2 separate regions of the Sus scrofa genome follow, and region 1 is linked to region 2. A link is a contact called in public Hi-C data. All regions are on one chromosome and are shown on one strand. Each heading gives the region's core, a stretch centred on a gene start, on an enhancer-like site or on the middle of the called end of the contact. The rest is flanking DNA. Distances are from core to core; before and after follow the strand shown.

What was found. Hi-C and Micro-C count contacts between places; a contact is called where the count stands out from the background.
Region 1: a contact with region 2 is called in a Hi-C map of subcutaneous adipose tissue, with 2.6 times the contacts expected there. The contact joins two enhancer-like sites. A contact is called at or near these places in 7 of 47 Hi-C or Micro-C datasets (embryonic fibroblasts, heart right ventricle, liver and 4 more).

What each region holds. Positions count from the first base shown.
Region 1 is chr4:85,363,698-85,370,760 of Sscrofa11.1, reverse strand. No RefSeq gene overlaps it. Among named protein-coding and RNA genes, the nearest start is that of MIR9849, 32 kb to the right of the region's middle. Within about 2 kb of position 5,695, at least 19 of the 83 cell types and tissues checked have an H3K27ac peak or open chromatin away from gene starts, as enhancers often do. A contact at or near this core is called in subcutaneous adipose tissue, where this site is marked.
Region 2 is chr4:84,847,898-84,855,098 of Sscrofa11.1, reverse strand. It overlaps UCK2 (uridine-cytidine kinase 2), which reads left to right. Exons shown (of 7, transcript XM_021089486.1): 4 at 1,278-1,420. Among named protein-coding and RNA genes, the nearest start is that of UCK2, 68 kb to the left of the region's middle. Within about 2 kb of position 5,563, at least 30 of the 83 cell types and tissues checked have an H3K27ac peak or open chromatin away from gene starts, as enhancers often do. A contact at or near this core is called in subcutaneous adipose tissue, where this site is marked.

The sequences.
Region 1 (7,063 bases), core at 4,446-6,945, 520 kb before region 2:
TGAAATTGCTTGGAAAGTTTGAACAAAAGTGGTGTAGCCAGTTTGGAACCAAGCAACTTGAGGGGAGAGAAACTTTCTTCAGCTTTAAAGCAAATGAGATGTGTCTCTGGCTATGGACAACCCCCAAACATCTGTCCCCTTCTAACATCAGAGCTCTCTCTCGCTCTCTCGCTCTCTCTCTCTCTCTCTCTCTCGTGGGTGGTCGGCTTTCTCCGAGGGAGGAAGTGTCTGTGAAGGGAGCGGAAATCCAGAATTTCAAAGCAGAAATCATAGGCAATGAAAGTGTGGATTTATGCTTTCTGTTCTAGGATGTGGCAATGAGGGGTAGGGGACGTATATTATCTGCAGAAGCCAAGCGGTCCTCTTCCCCTGGGATTAGCTGTCTCATTTCCAATAGCGTCTACGTAGGGGCGAATGGTATGTGATTTAAGTGAAGGCGTTCCTGAGTCTGAGTTTTGTGTTCCATCCCTTATTAGCTATGTAGCCTTGAATTAGTAATAGACCTTCCTGGAGCTTTGTGATCCTCATCATTACAATGAGGGTCATGGCAGTACCCACCCACACAGAAGTGCGTGCAGGATAAAGTGAGGTCATGTTCATAAAAGCCTGGGCCCCACGTCTGGCATGCCGTGTGCACCCAGCATAGGTGCCTGGGAGTAAAGAGGAGGCAGTCATAGAGAAATACACATATGGGAGTGCAGCTTGAATGATGCCTGCCGTGTTGACATCTTGCTTTGTTGGCCTCTCAGCCTCCATTCCCACCACTTCTGGTGACCAGACCTCATTTTTTCATTTCATTTCAGGAATCCACCCCTACACTTTCTCAGCCCCTGTGATTCAGCTGTTGCTATTCCTACCACCATCCCCATGTGCGTATCTGGAACTCAAGTGGAACCAATGAGAGGTTGTGAGCACCTGCTCCAGGGTTTCTATTGGACTATGGGGAGAGAGGAACTCTCTTCTCTTTCTGCCAGGGTCATTGGTCAGCCAGGAGGCCGATGTAGAGACCCTGGTAAGTCATCTTTGGTCATGCTTCCGAGAATGGCTCCAACACCGAGAAAAGCAAATCCAAGAGATGGCACGAGGAGTTCCAAAGACACCATTCAGGTGCCTGGATCCTGCTATGCCTGAAGCTGGCCCTGCCTTTAGACTTTTTTGTTTTGGGAGACAATACATTCCTTTTTCTGCTTAGTTTGAATTGAGTCTCTGCTGTTTACACTGGTGTCTTCAGAACAGAAGCTTGAGGCTAAAAGCATCCAGCAATAAGGCAGAACCCTCCATGACATGTTTGGAAGACACATAGCCTCTGCCTCTGACTTGCTGGCAGCTTCGGACAAGTCTCTTTTCTCTCTGGGTTCTCAGCAGTAAGGTTCTCCGTAATAAGAGCAGGCCACTCTGACAAGTGACCTCTGATGCTCCAATATCCTGGGAGTCTATGATTTGAGGGGGACAAAGCATGGAGGGGATCAGAGTCCATTCCTATGTTCGGGGTCACAGAGGAGAGATTAAGAGCTGGTTTGGAATCTTGGCTATACTGCTGGCTGTGTGACCACAGACAAGTTATCAACCTCTCTGAGCCTCAGTCCCTTTATCTGTAATATGAAGATATTCAGACTCTCTAGTGAAAGGAATTCTTACACTTTTCTTCTCTTCCTCATCTCACATTTCCATCTCAGCCCAAAGTTGAAAGGCTTCTGCTTCTCTGCTGGAGACAGAAGTACTGGAAACCCCTTTCAGCTTCCTCCTCTGCCTGTCACTTGCTCATCCTCACAGAAAGGAAGGTGACTAGTCCGAGTGGAGGGAATGGGGCCAGCGGACGTTCCGCTCAGGAGAGGTGAGGAAGCACAGCCCTGACGTGCTGCCTGCTCCTGCGTATATTTTAAGTGCAGCGAGCCCCGGGCTCCCGGAACCCACGGGTTGAATGCTCGGGCAGGGCCACTCTCTCCCTCCACCCACGGTGCCCCTTCTCCAGCTTCTAAACCTGGGAAGGCAATGGGATAAATCACGCCAGCCCAGCACTGAGCACCTGGACACCTTTAATTCAGGAAGAAAGGCGTGTCATGTCTCCAGTTCAAATCTACCCTTATGAAGCAAATCCTTGGACCCTCACATGGCTCCTGGAGGCTGCGGTCAGGTACATTTCCTACACACTATTTAGAAGGAGAACATGTTTCTCGAACTTTGGGACAGAGGAGATTTATCCAATAAGACTCCAGAATTGCAAACTATAAAGTGGGGGGAGAGGATGGATGGATTATGATTATAGAAAAATTAAAGGCTTTTTTTTTTTTTGTCTTTTTAGGGCCACACTCATAGCACATGGAAGTTCCCAGGCGAGGGGTCGGATCAGAGCTACAGCTTCTGACCTATGCCACAGCCACAGCAACGCGGGATCTGAGCCACATCTGCGACTTACACCACAGCTCATGGCAATGCCGGATCCTTAACCCACTGAGGGAGCCCAGGGATCGAACCCACGTCCTCATGGATACTAGTCAGGTTCGTTATCTCTGAGCCACGACAGAACTCCAAAATTAAAGATTCTATTCCAGTTAATAAATTATGTTAGATATGGAGAAGGCACTTATAACATCTATAGCACTCAAAAGTGTAACATAGAAAATATTTAATCCTGTTAATCAGTAGCTAAAAATCAAGAAACACAGTAGAAGGTGGAGAAAGGACAGATATACTAGGCACTTGCCAAAAACGAGTGACACCGGCTTCTCTGCGAGCCGGGCCTAATTTTTAAGACAGACAGACAACAAAGCAGAAACTTCGAAATAACTTTCAAATTATAATTTAGTCATCGCTTTATTCTCTGCCCAACACACAGTCATTCAACACTGAGATTTACCATCTGTATTTCAGTCCTCTTCTTGAGATTTCTTTTTTCCTGTGCCCAAGCAAAAGTGGACCCTTCCCCAGTTTTAAGAGCCTTACCTGCATCTACATGTTCACTTCAGAATGTGAGAGATGGTTATTCCAACACCTTCTTCAGTAGAAACGACTGGCAGGGGTAATAATTAGGCAAAATCCCACTGGTCACTTGAGGCTCATTAAACAAGCAGGCTCCTCCCTGTTCTTGAGTAGCTGCTGTGAAGAGCAAGCTGGTCCAAGTTTTGAACCAAAATTTCTCATAGGATCTGTGCAGGCATGATGTCTTCTGTCTGTTGCCAAGACATGAAATGCATCTTTCAGAGGAAGTTACATATAAAATCTCGCTGTGATTTATTTGAGTAAAGAGATAAAAGGAAAAATTTACTGAGCCCATTGGTTTCCTATGAGAAAGAAAAATATATCGTCAATTTTGGGAATTTTAGGGGGACTTTGAGTCACTAAGAATTTGGTCACATCCCCAAAAACACTATTAATAGATAATTCATGGAAGAGAAAATCTGAAAAAGTAATAAGGATGCTGAGAGGAGCTCAACTTTTCCAATAATAAGAGAAAGGCCATTCAGGGAGTTCCCACTGAGGCTCAGCAGGTTAGGACCCTGGCATAGTGTCCGCGAGGATGCGGGTTGGATCCCTGGCCTCACTCTGTGGGTTAAGGACCCAGTGTTGCCACAAGCTGCCACATAAGTTGCAGAAGATGTGCCTCAGATCCCATGCTGCTGTGGCTGTGGCGTAGGCTGGCAGCTGCAGCTCCAATTCTCCCTCTAGCCACAGGTGTGGTCATAAAAAGAGAAAGAGAGAGAAAGACAATTCAGAGAAAAGTTTCACCTGACTGTGCAACACACTGACAAAATTACTCATGGGACCAAATGCTAGGAAGGCTGTGCAGAAAAAGGCCACTCAAGCCATGGTGGTAGCATATATCACTGACAGTCATTTAGGGAGATGAGTATGCGGTTATTCTGCAATTGAGCAAGTCCTACTCCTGGGACACACCCCAGAGAAACTCCCAGACAGGTAAATAAGGAGACTCCAGCAAGAGTGTCTGTAATGGGAAAGAATTCCAGGCCACCGAGCATTTTACTGAACTAGAATGCAGCAATGAGAAGGAGCTGGCTAGAGTTACACAGAACCTCATGGATGGATCTCAAAACACAAAGCCATGTAAAACAAAGAAAAATGAATCAATAGGAGATTAATAGCAAAAAAAAAAAATCATTCAGGTGCTTTTTTTTTTTTTTTTTTTTTTTTTTTTTGCTTCTTAGGGCTGCCCCTGCGGTATACGGAGATTCCCAGGCTAGGGGTCTAATAGGAGCTACAGCTGCCAGCCTTAGCCACAGCCACAGCAATGACAGATCTGAGCCGTATCTGCAACCTACACCACAGTTCATGGCAACGCCAGATCCTTTAACCCACTGAGGGAGGCCAGGGTTCAAACCCGCAACCTCATGTTTCCTAGTCAGATCATTTCCACTGCGCCATGATGGGAACTCCCCTTTAGGTACATTTTTTAAATGGACAAAACAATACTACATAATTCCCACAGATGTCATATGTAGATACAACAAATGGAAAGTGGATTTTTGAAAACTTACCAGAAATACATAAGAAAAGGGTGCCTTTGGGAGGATTTTGATCTTAGCAGATAAAGGGGAAAAAGAAACAACAGAGGTGCCTTGAGTGGTCTTCTTTGCCATCAGCTGAGAAAGATAAACTCGATTCAGTCCACTGGGGTTAGAAACCAGCTGTAAAGCTCTATCCTTTGATAGAACATTAAAACCATAGCAGGTGCAGGTGTTCAATGTAACAATTTTTTAATCTTGTAACAATGTAACAATGTTTTATCCTTTCTATAGAATAAGATTTTTCAGAGTTTTTTTATGGAATCAGTGATAAGAGCCCCTGCTTCTTCATAAGATCATGAAATAGAATATCCATTTCTAAAGGCATTGATTCAGTGAGGTAGAAGGAAGCTTAGGGATCATCTAGTTAGAATCTTTGACTTTGCCGAGGAGGGATCTGAGGTCCTGAGGGGACAAGTGAGTGCCAAGGTCAGACAAGGAGCCTGTTGCCTGACCATAAGGGGACCTCGATCCGACTCCTAAGCCTCTGCTCTTTCCAACAGGTACCCTGACCTTCGCACTGCCTCCTCCAAGCACTTCATATTGCTCTGAAGGCCCATAACCGGCTCTGTGCATTTGGGAAGGGCTGCACTTCTACACTCTACACTGCAACCAGCTCACAGCCTTTACAGAACAGACCTGAAAACACAGTCCCATTGAAAACTCACATTCAGTTACTCTCAGAATGCAATTGCCAGTGTTGCTGTGGGAATGTCCAGTTGATACACTGAATAGTAACTGGCTTTTCACCAGCCCTGATGTGGCCTTGTCCTTGGACTTCATGTATAATACTGGTAGTTTAGCAGTTACAGGTCTGTTCTCCCTTTACCAGAAGACAGTTCCTTCCTAGCCTAGGCCGGTTCCTAAGCTTTCTCCATGAGACTGTCCATTCTTTCTCCTTTGAGATTCTTTTTCTGAGCCCATTTACTCAGAAGCTAAACCTCCATTGACTGTCTGTTTGACCTTCTGAGTCCATTTGAGGTTCATTTTTCAAACTTTTTTTTCCATTAAAAAATACCCCCCTTCCCGGAAGCCGCTTTCCCTGGGAAGGTGGCTGTGATGCCCCGAACGGCCAGCAGAGGGCGCCCATGCCTAACAATCTTGGCACCAAGCGTCCAGCTGGGGCTGGGCGCCTAGCAAGTATCCCGCAGCTGCGCTGACCTCGAGGATCCTGCCCTGGGGGCCTGGACCGGGGCCAGCTCAGCGTGGTCGTAGATGGCTGTGTGCTCCAGCACGGTCACGGGAGACATGTCCATGGCGGGCGCGGGGGGGGGTTGTGGGGGGGGGTGAAAGCTGCTCTTCCCTGGCTGGGAAAGAGCTCGGTCTCTTCACAAGCTAGCAGAGGCTCCTTTCCCAGATCCGTCTTCCCTGCCTGCCTTGGGGAAAGGGGCGGGGGGGGGGGGGGAGTGTTTTCTATTCTACTCCCGGCTCAGTCCCTCCCAGGAACGCCCTAAATTAATCCTGTATAAAGGGCCCCAGCCTTTCTAGGGGGCGGGGCGGGGGGCAGGGCCGCGGAGAGAATTTTTGGTTTATTGCCCGAAGCCTTGAGATCACTTAGGCGAAGGATCCTCCAGGGCCTGAGCTCCACTGTTTTGAATTACATCAGTGGTGACAAATTAGCACTCACAGAGGGTATATTTGATTTTTTTTTTTTTTTTTTGGAAGCAGCCAAAAAATCATTCAGAGTCAAATCTATTAAATAAGAGATGAAATATAGCTAGAGGGTATGAAAGTACAGAGCCCAGGATGCAGTGTATAGTGGGTTCTGGGTAGAAGGAGTGATGTAAATCTGGATCTGCGGGTAGTTATTGCAGTTTTTGTTATTTAATGAGTTGTTGATATAGAACCACTAGACCATTTTTCTTAGGTGGCCTTAACCAGCTCTGAAGACAAATGTAAAAGAGAACAATCCAAAAAAAATACCATTGCAGCAAAAGTCTTGAGGATTCCAAAGGTAAATGTGATTTATTTGCCCAAGTTCCACATTTTTTTTAAAGAAAACCCTTCCTTATTATTTTATATTTGCTTATTGTAGATATCAGTCTCTTAATCTGTGCATATTTCTTGGGCATCAAATATAAAGGCAGTGCTGAAGATATAGGACCAGAGGTCCTGGAGTTCAGTGGCACTTGCTCTGCCTTGGCACTGAGGGTGGCTGAGGTCCTCATACTGCCCACCAAGGGGTCCTGGGACAAGTCAAGATCTCTAGAGTCTCAGTTTCTTCATCTTTAAAATGGAGATACCAATAGCTCCCTGCTTATTTCTCCAAGGCCGGGTTAGAGTCACAGATCTTTATGTGCTTTGTAAACTCCAAAGTGCTATAGATACATCATTTCTTGGTATTCTTGTGCTTTCTACTTTCTCAGGTACAAATTCCTTGAAGGTGAAGAACATGCCTCAATGTCTTTGGTCACTGCTTACTGTGCCCATGAAGAGTAACCCGGAAGACAGTGGGGATCTGATACCTTTTGCTAACAGTCTACCCAAGGCTGGTTTTCTGGTGCATGGCTCCTATGGGGAGGCTGCTGGGCTTGCTGTTCTAC
Region 2 (7,201 bases), core at 4,314-6,813:
CAGAGTTACACCGCCCTCCCAGAGTCTCCTAATTGCTCCCTATTCTGCCACCTTGGTGGTTGTTCCAACAGTGTTGTCTTAGAATTTAGGCAGGAACTCAAGGGACTGAGCTAATAAAGAATCAAAGCATGTTTATGGAAAGGAAGTTCCTTCTTAGTGGGCAGCTGCAGCTGACTTCCCTGTGTTTGCACAGATAAAACCTATCATCTTAAGGATTTTTTTTTTTTTTTGGCCATATCCAAAGATTATGGATGTTCCCGGGCCAGGGATCCAATACGAGCTGCAGCTGTGAGACCTACGCCACAGCTGCGGCAACACAGGATTGCTCTTTAAACCCAAGGGTCAAACTGATGCTGCCACAGAGACAATGCCAGATCCTTAACCTGCCTCGCCACAGCGGGAACTACTTAAGGAACTTTTCAATGAATGGTTTGGTTTAATTCGCACACCTTTACTGGTCTGCCATTCGGGCTGAGGAGTAAATCTCACAGTGATGTCATTACTTCCCTTTCAGTGAGTCTTGTGGAAGAGGCAGTAGGTGAAGGTCAAGGTGGCTTGGGGACCGAAGCAAAGGATAAGAATGTAGTGAGGCTTGAGGTTGGGAAGAGCCGGGCCCCAGCAGGCTGTTTGGTTTTACTCCCAGCCCTGTGGGTAATGGGTGAGGCAATTCGTGTCCCACACTTGTTGGAATGGGGCAGAGCCAGATCAGGCAGGACTGGAAGTCTTTCCTTCCACCTAGATCCCCTTTCCCTCCTCTTATCTGAAGCTTTCTTCCCCCATCCCTCCCTCTGCCCTGTCCTTCTTCCTCCCACTTGCCTCAGCACTCGGGGGAGGGGTGGGGTTATTGGAAGAAAACCCAGCTTCTGTTTTTGAGAGCTCAGAGTATTAGGTTCTGTAAATGCCAGGCATGAGCGCATTCCTGGAGACGCCTTCGTAGGGAAAAAAAAAAAAAAGAAAAAAAGATCACATCTGCTTTTATCAGTCTTGTCTATTCATTCAACAGCAGGTTTTTTATTCCAAGGAGAAGGATGTCTGCCTTCTATTCCTGCTCATAGCAGAAGCTCAGAAGAACTGGTCACAGGAGATCTTTGCCCCAGCCGTCCTGGCCCTGAGCCTTCAGCGGTGGTCCAGGGGCTCTTGTAGGCTGTGTTAGCTAAACTTTCAGCCCTGCTTTGAGTCTGAGAGCCCCAGACTCCCAGACAGCTGCTCAGGGTTCCTCTTCCCCTCCTCCCACCCACCCCACTGGCCTGGCCCATCATCTGTCCTGTGGTTTACAGGAAGGAGGAGACGGTTACCGTCTACCCCGCAGACGTGGTGCTCTTCGAAGGGATCCTGGCCTTCTACTCCCAGGAGGTGCGAGACCTGTTCCAGATGAAGCTCTTCGTGGACACAGATGCAGACACCCGGCTCTCCCGCAGAGGTGCGTTCTGAAAGCGTCCAGTGGCCCGGTGGTGGCCTGTGACGGGCCCTAACCCTCCCTGAGTCTGGAGCCCATGCTTTCCCCGAGGCAGCTTTGTGGCCTAGCCCAGCTGAGTCAGTCCAGCCCCAGGATGTCCTGCTGTCCAGACACTTGGTGACATTTGAGAAGGGATTAGTCACTTACTGTTTTGGATAACGAAAGGCCTGTGAGGTCACAGAGATGAAATAAGTTTACGTCCTGGTGCTGCTGGGGAAAAGTTTGGTTAAATGCTCAGTTGCTTATATGATTTTCCCACAGGCATCCCAATCAAGATGGCAAGGTGGGAAGTCACTGTAGGCTACCCTGGGGGCTGGGACACCCTGTGCCTGCAGCTCTGGGCAGCTGGTCCCACCAGCCTGCTTTTCTCACCCTTGGCTTTCCAGAAGCCTCTGGAGGTTTTGGTACGCTGTCCAGTGAGCTCCAGAGCAGTCACTTGTTCCTTCTGCAGGTCTGACTTCAGCGTATGTGCCACAACTGCTCATTGGTCAGGGAGCTGAGCCTGTGAATTCAGTTTTGTGGGACACAGTGGTACCAGAATCTGGGTTCTTGTTCATGGAAGTCGAAGAGTGAACTCTGCGAACACACAGGCAGCAAGCAAGCAAAATCTTTATTAAAGGAAAGCAAATAGCTCCCAGGACTGCTGGGAGTGGGGAGAAGCGCCTCCATTTTTCTATTGTCCTATAGGGGTTTTTATTCCTTAAAGATGGGGGGGTACCGAAAGATGTGGTTTTCTCCCATTGGCCTTGTTCAATTACCTGTATTAGTCCTTGTCCAATAGGGTCCTAGGGGTGGAAATGTCCCGTAAGTCTCATAGTTTCTTTGCCCTTTTCTTCATATAAACTGAGTCACAGGGGATTAGGGATTAATGTCCATCTGTTTACTCCCTGTAGTAAACAAGGCTTGTGGGGATGTGACTCCCGGGAGCCCTTAAGTCAAAAATGTTAATCAATGGCCATATCAAAGAATGCACCAAAGCCCATGCTCCTACACTGACTGCCTGAGTTAGTATTCTGCCTCAACACTAGAGATCAGGAGGCCTCCTGGGGGAAGCAAGGTCTGGACTTGGCTGCGGTGGGGTGACAACAGAGGCAACCCCAAAAGGTTTTCTTGGCAAATACAGACACTGTGGCCTGTTGGAACTGTTCTGGACCAGAGGAAGGGCAGTCATCGGTGGGTGATGTGGGAGGAGTGGAGAGCTGGGGAGAGACGGGAGAGGGCCCAGCAGAGCTAGGACCCAGAGGGTCCGGCCAAGGCAGTGGGATGGGGGTGACTGAAGAGAGGGATGAAAGGTGGGCTTCGAGTTCCTGTCCTGCAAAAGAGGAGGGACACAGGACACAGGGTGAACTTCCACTCACAGAGGGAACCATTCCCAGACCCGAATGTCATAAGCACCAGAGCCTTCCAACTTCAAAGTCATGAAGTTTTCTCTTTTCTGTGCATGACACAAATTTGAGGCTTATCCAATTTAGTACCCTTGTCTTAGAGCTGTCGGCAGAACCACAGAAATCTACAAAAATGAGCCCCTGGGTTTTGCCCTCCCAAGAGGTGATAGGATCCATGCTCTATCTGTTAAGTCAGGAGAGCTGTCCATCCCCTCTAAGATGGTGTTGGGGGGGGTGGTAATCTGATGCTTAAAAGGGGAATCCCAAGTCCTAGCCTGAGCCTCCCACTAGCTTTGTGAGTTTGGTGGTTCTTGTGACCTCCTAGGCCTGGGGCTTTAAAAATGTGTAACATGAAGGAGACAGGCCTGACTTTTAGGGTTATGACATGGGCCAGGTTGGAGTTGCAGGAGACTTTTGGGATGAATATTTGAGGCTTGGGTTTGACATTCCCTTAAACATCTGCTCCCATCTCCGGGCCTGGCTTATCACCTAAATCCACAAAGCCAGGTCCTACTATGATTGATCTGCTAGGATGGCCTATTAGCTTACCAAATTTGGGAGCATCACTGGGGGAAAAATTGGAGTCAGATGATCTGGACTTTATTTAAATCCTGGTTTCACCTGGTTTAAATCCCAGTAGATTGTGTTTTAACCTCTTTGTACTTTATTTTCCTCTTGATTGATCATCTAACGATTAGTTAGTAGTCCTGGCATAGTTGCGTGGATTGGAGGTGATGCAGGTACATCTTACAGTGGTGAGTTAGCACTGCTGGGTTAGTTGTGATGATTGGAGGTGATGCAGGTAAAATGCCTGGTGGTGGCCTCAGTGTGTAAATGACACCTGCTTCACCCAAGGTGGTGGAGGATGTTCTCTCTTCCTTAACAGAACTTGTCAGGACTTGTCAGAACCTCTGAGCAGTCACGTCCTCGGAAGCTGGTGATGACCTGGGCTGATGCCATCATTGGTCCAGCAGCTGGTACTAGATCCCCAGGGGGTAGAATTATCCTTGAGGGAGGAGGGAGAACACAGGAAATCAGAACCACATTCTGGGTAGTGGCGACATCCTTGGAAAGCAAATGAGTCTTGGACTCTGATTGAAACAGATCATCATAGGGTAGATTAAACAGAAAATTCTCCTTCCCTTTCTTGTACTGGGATCCTTGTGTAGGGTGAGGGAGACGTGAGGTGATGGTGGCCCTCTTGGGGGGTTTCCTAGGTCAGTTCTGCACCCCACCTTCCCCACTGTTCCCCTCACCCCCCCACCCCACCCCCGCCACCCTGGGGCAGGATGTGTCACCCACTGCTGAGTCACTCGCCTAGTGGACCTGTGGGACTTTTCCATGTGCTGTTTCTACAAATTCATTTTCTGTCCACGTGGGACAAAAAACATGCCTGGCATGTGCTTTGTGGGGTAGGAGGGGGCATGGCACAGGAGAGGGAGGGAGGGCTGGTCAGGATCTGTGGGCCATAGAGCATTCCTGGAGACTTGAGTGGGTGCCATGGTTTGACTGTGTGTCATGCCTGCCTGGGCATGTGACCCTCACATTCCAAATTGACCCTCCTGTTGGAGGGAGGTCTGTATCGAGTCTCATAGCCTTGGAATAACCTTGGAAAGACTCACCTCCTTCTCTAGGGAACTGATTTCCTTCCAGCAGAGCTTGCCTTTGCCTTCCCTTTGTGTGGATTTAACCCACCCTTGAACTCAGGGACAGAGAAGATCTGAAACGGGGGCCCTGGGACTGCTGACCCCTGGCCTCTTGCCCACCATGGCTCTCTGTGCCTGGTTCATGTGGAATTAGGGCTGCAGTGGGATCCTGACATAGTCAGTCCGCTCTTGTACTAGAGTAACACATCTCCTCAAGTAACTTTATTTTTTATTTTATTTTATTTTTTTCACTTTTTGGGGCTGTAAAAAGCATATGGAAGTTCCCAGGCTAGAGGTCGAATCAGAGATGCAGCTGCCAGCCACAGCAACAAGGGATCCGAGCCGCATCTGTGACCTATACCGCAGTTCATGGCAGTACCAGATCCTTAACCCACTGAGCCGGACCAGGAATCGAACCTGTGTCCTCATGGATACTAGTTGGGTTCATTACTGCTGAGCCACAACAGGAACTCCTCCTCAAGTAATTTTTTTTTTTTCTTTTTTTTTGCTATTTTAGGGCTGTACTTGCGACATATGGAGGTTCCTAGGCTAGGGACCGATTTGGAGCTATAGCCACTGGCCTACGCCATAGCCACAGCAATGCAGAATCTGAGCCAAATCTGAGACCTACACCACAGCTCACGGCAGTGCCGGATCCTTAACCCACTGAGCGAGGTAAGGGATCGAACCTGCATCCTCATGGTTCCTAGTCCAGTTCGTTAACCACTGAACCACGAAGGGAACTCCCTCCTCAAGTAACTTTTAAAGTGAATTGCCAACCGCTGAGGAATTGCATTTATTCTGGGTCCTCCTACATTTGGTTCTTGGCTTTGGCTGCCAGAAGCAGCACTAGCTGTTTTGTTGGAAGGGCTGAGTGGCAGCCGGGCAGGGAAGGGTAGACCTGAAGGCCCCTGACCTTTACCCCCACAAGGCCCTCTGAGAGCGCCTGTCCTGGCCCAGCCAGGGGTCAGGGTGATGATGAGGGAGCCGATTTTGCGTCCCTGGAGTTTCCGGTTTGTGCCAAGACCTTGTTCTGACTCAGCCGTTGGCTGGCCCTGTTTCCTGACTCTGAGCAGGAGGATATTTCAGTGCAGTGAACTGGCTGGCCCCGAGTTGTCCTTGGCTCAGGGAGGGGTCCTGATCTGTTTAAGGTGATATCTTGCTGGAAGGCTCTTGGGAGCCGAGGCGGGCAATGTCTTCTGGTTTTGCGTGTTCCTAATTTCTGGGCAACATTCTGACTCACTTTCCGGCTCCTTTTCCAGGGTAGAAGCTGCAGGATGCCTCCTCCCTGTCGTCCCTGTTTGTCCCTCCCCACCCTGCCCCACCCCTACCTTCCCAGCTGCCCTGTCAGACTCTTCCCCTCCCCCCACTACCTAGGTCCAGCCTGCTCACCTGAGTTCACAGTTCCTGTCCTCCTTTCTAATGGTCTGTTCTAAAAAATCGGCTTTATTGAACACACCCTGTGCCAGCCACAGTGCTGAAGAGTTTTGTGTAAATCTCTGTCTTCCTGAGTGGCAGCTTTGTGAGAAACTTGCTCTTATGGTCTCTGCTTTACAGTTAAGGAAAATGAGATTGAAAGAGGTTAAGTAAATTGTCTTAGGCCACAGAGGTAGTAGGTAATGGGGTCAGGATTCAAATCGGGTCCTTTTTACCCCGGTCACTCTAGATGGTGGGGCCAGAAGGGGCTTTGGGTTTCAGAGCAGACGCAGGTGTGACTTACCTGCTCTACCTGCTTTCTCCCTGGCCTGTTCCCCGCTTCTGTGATGTGACATGTGACAGGTGACTTGGATCTGCAAGGCACAGGAGAGCTGCAGGCCTGGGCTGAGGGTAGTGGCAGAGCTGTGCAAAAGATGTGTGTGTGTGTGTGTGTGTGTGTGTGTGTGTGTGTGTGTCCCCTGGGGGAAGGGCGGAGGGTCCCATGATCCTGAAGCTGCCAGCAGGTGTGTGAGATATGTGAAACGAACCTGGCACCAGGCTTTTTTTGCAGGGCTTTTGAGTCAAAGCTGCCTGCGCGCACAGGCGCTTGTTTGCTTTTTCCCCAGCTCTGATACCCTTTTGGTCTGGCTTCCTTTTTTCTTTGGACTTTATCTGGAAATGTGTGAAGAGCTGGAGGCTACATGGACTGTGTGTTTTGGCGAGCTGAGCTTGTTGGCCCGCGTGCCCACGCTCCGAGGCTTGTTGGGTTGAGCCACGTGGCAGCTCTCAGGGCTCCTCCTTGGCCGAGCATCCCTGGCAGACAGCGGCGGCCGCAGCAGCAGGGCCCCGTGTCCAAATGCCCGAGAAGACCATTTCCTGGCTGGCCTGTGTGCACAGCCGGCAGGGTTTGAGGCAAATCCTGACGAATTAGGGACCAACCACTTTATTGCCAGGGCTCACGGGGGAAAAACTCCCTATGAATTGAGGAGCTGGTTGAGAAGTCTGGCGGCGGCGGCATTGTATTAGCCAGCTCTCTCTCGGCAGCGGGGTCTTCCTGACAGTTTTCCAACCATCTGCTCTTACAGGCTTCACGCTGGCTTGGATCCTAACCGCAGACTCTTCCTCTTTCCTGCCCCTGCCCACGTGCATGCGTTCCTCTGTGCGTGCCTGTATGCAAACACAGGGCTATTTAGACGTGGCTTTCCAGAAATCACTCATAAGTATTCCCTATGTTTGTTTACAGCAAATTGCATCCCACACGGAAACTTTTACCTGAGAAATGATACACAGGAGCAGAG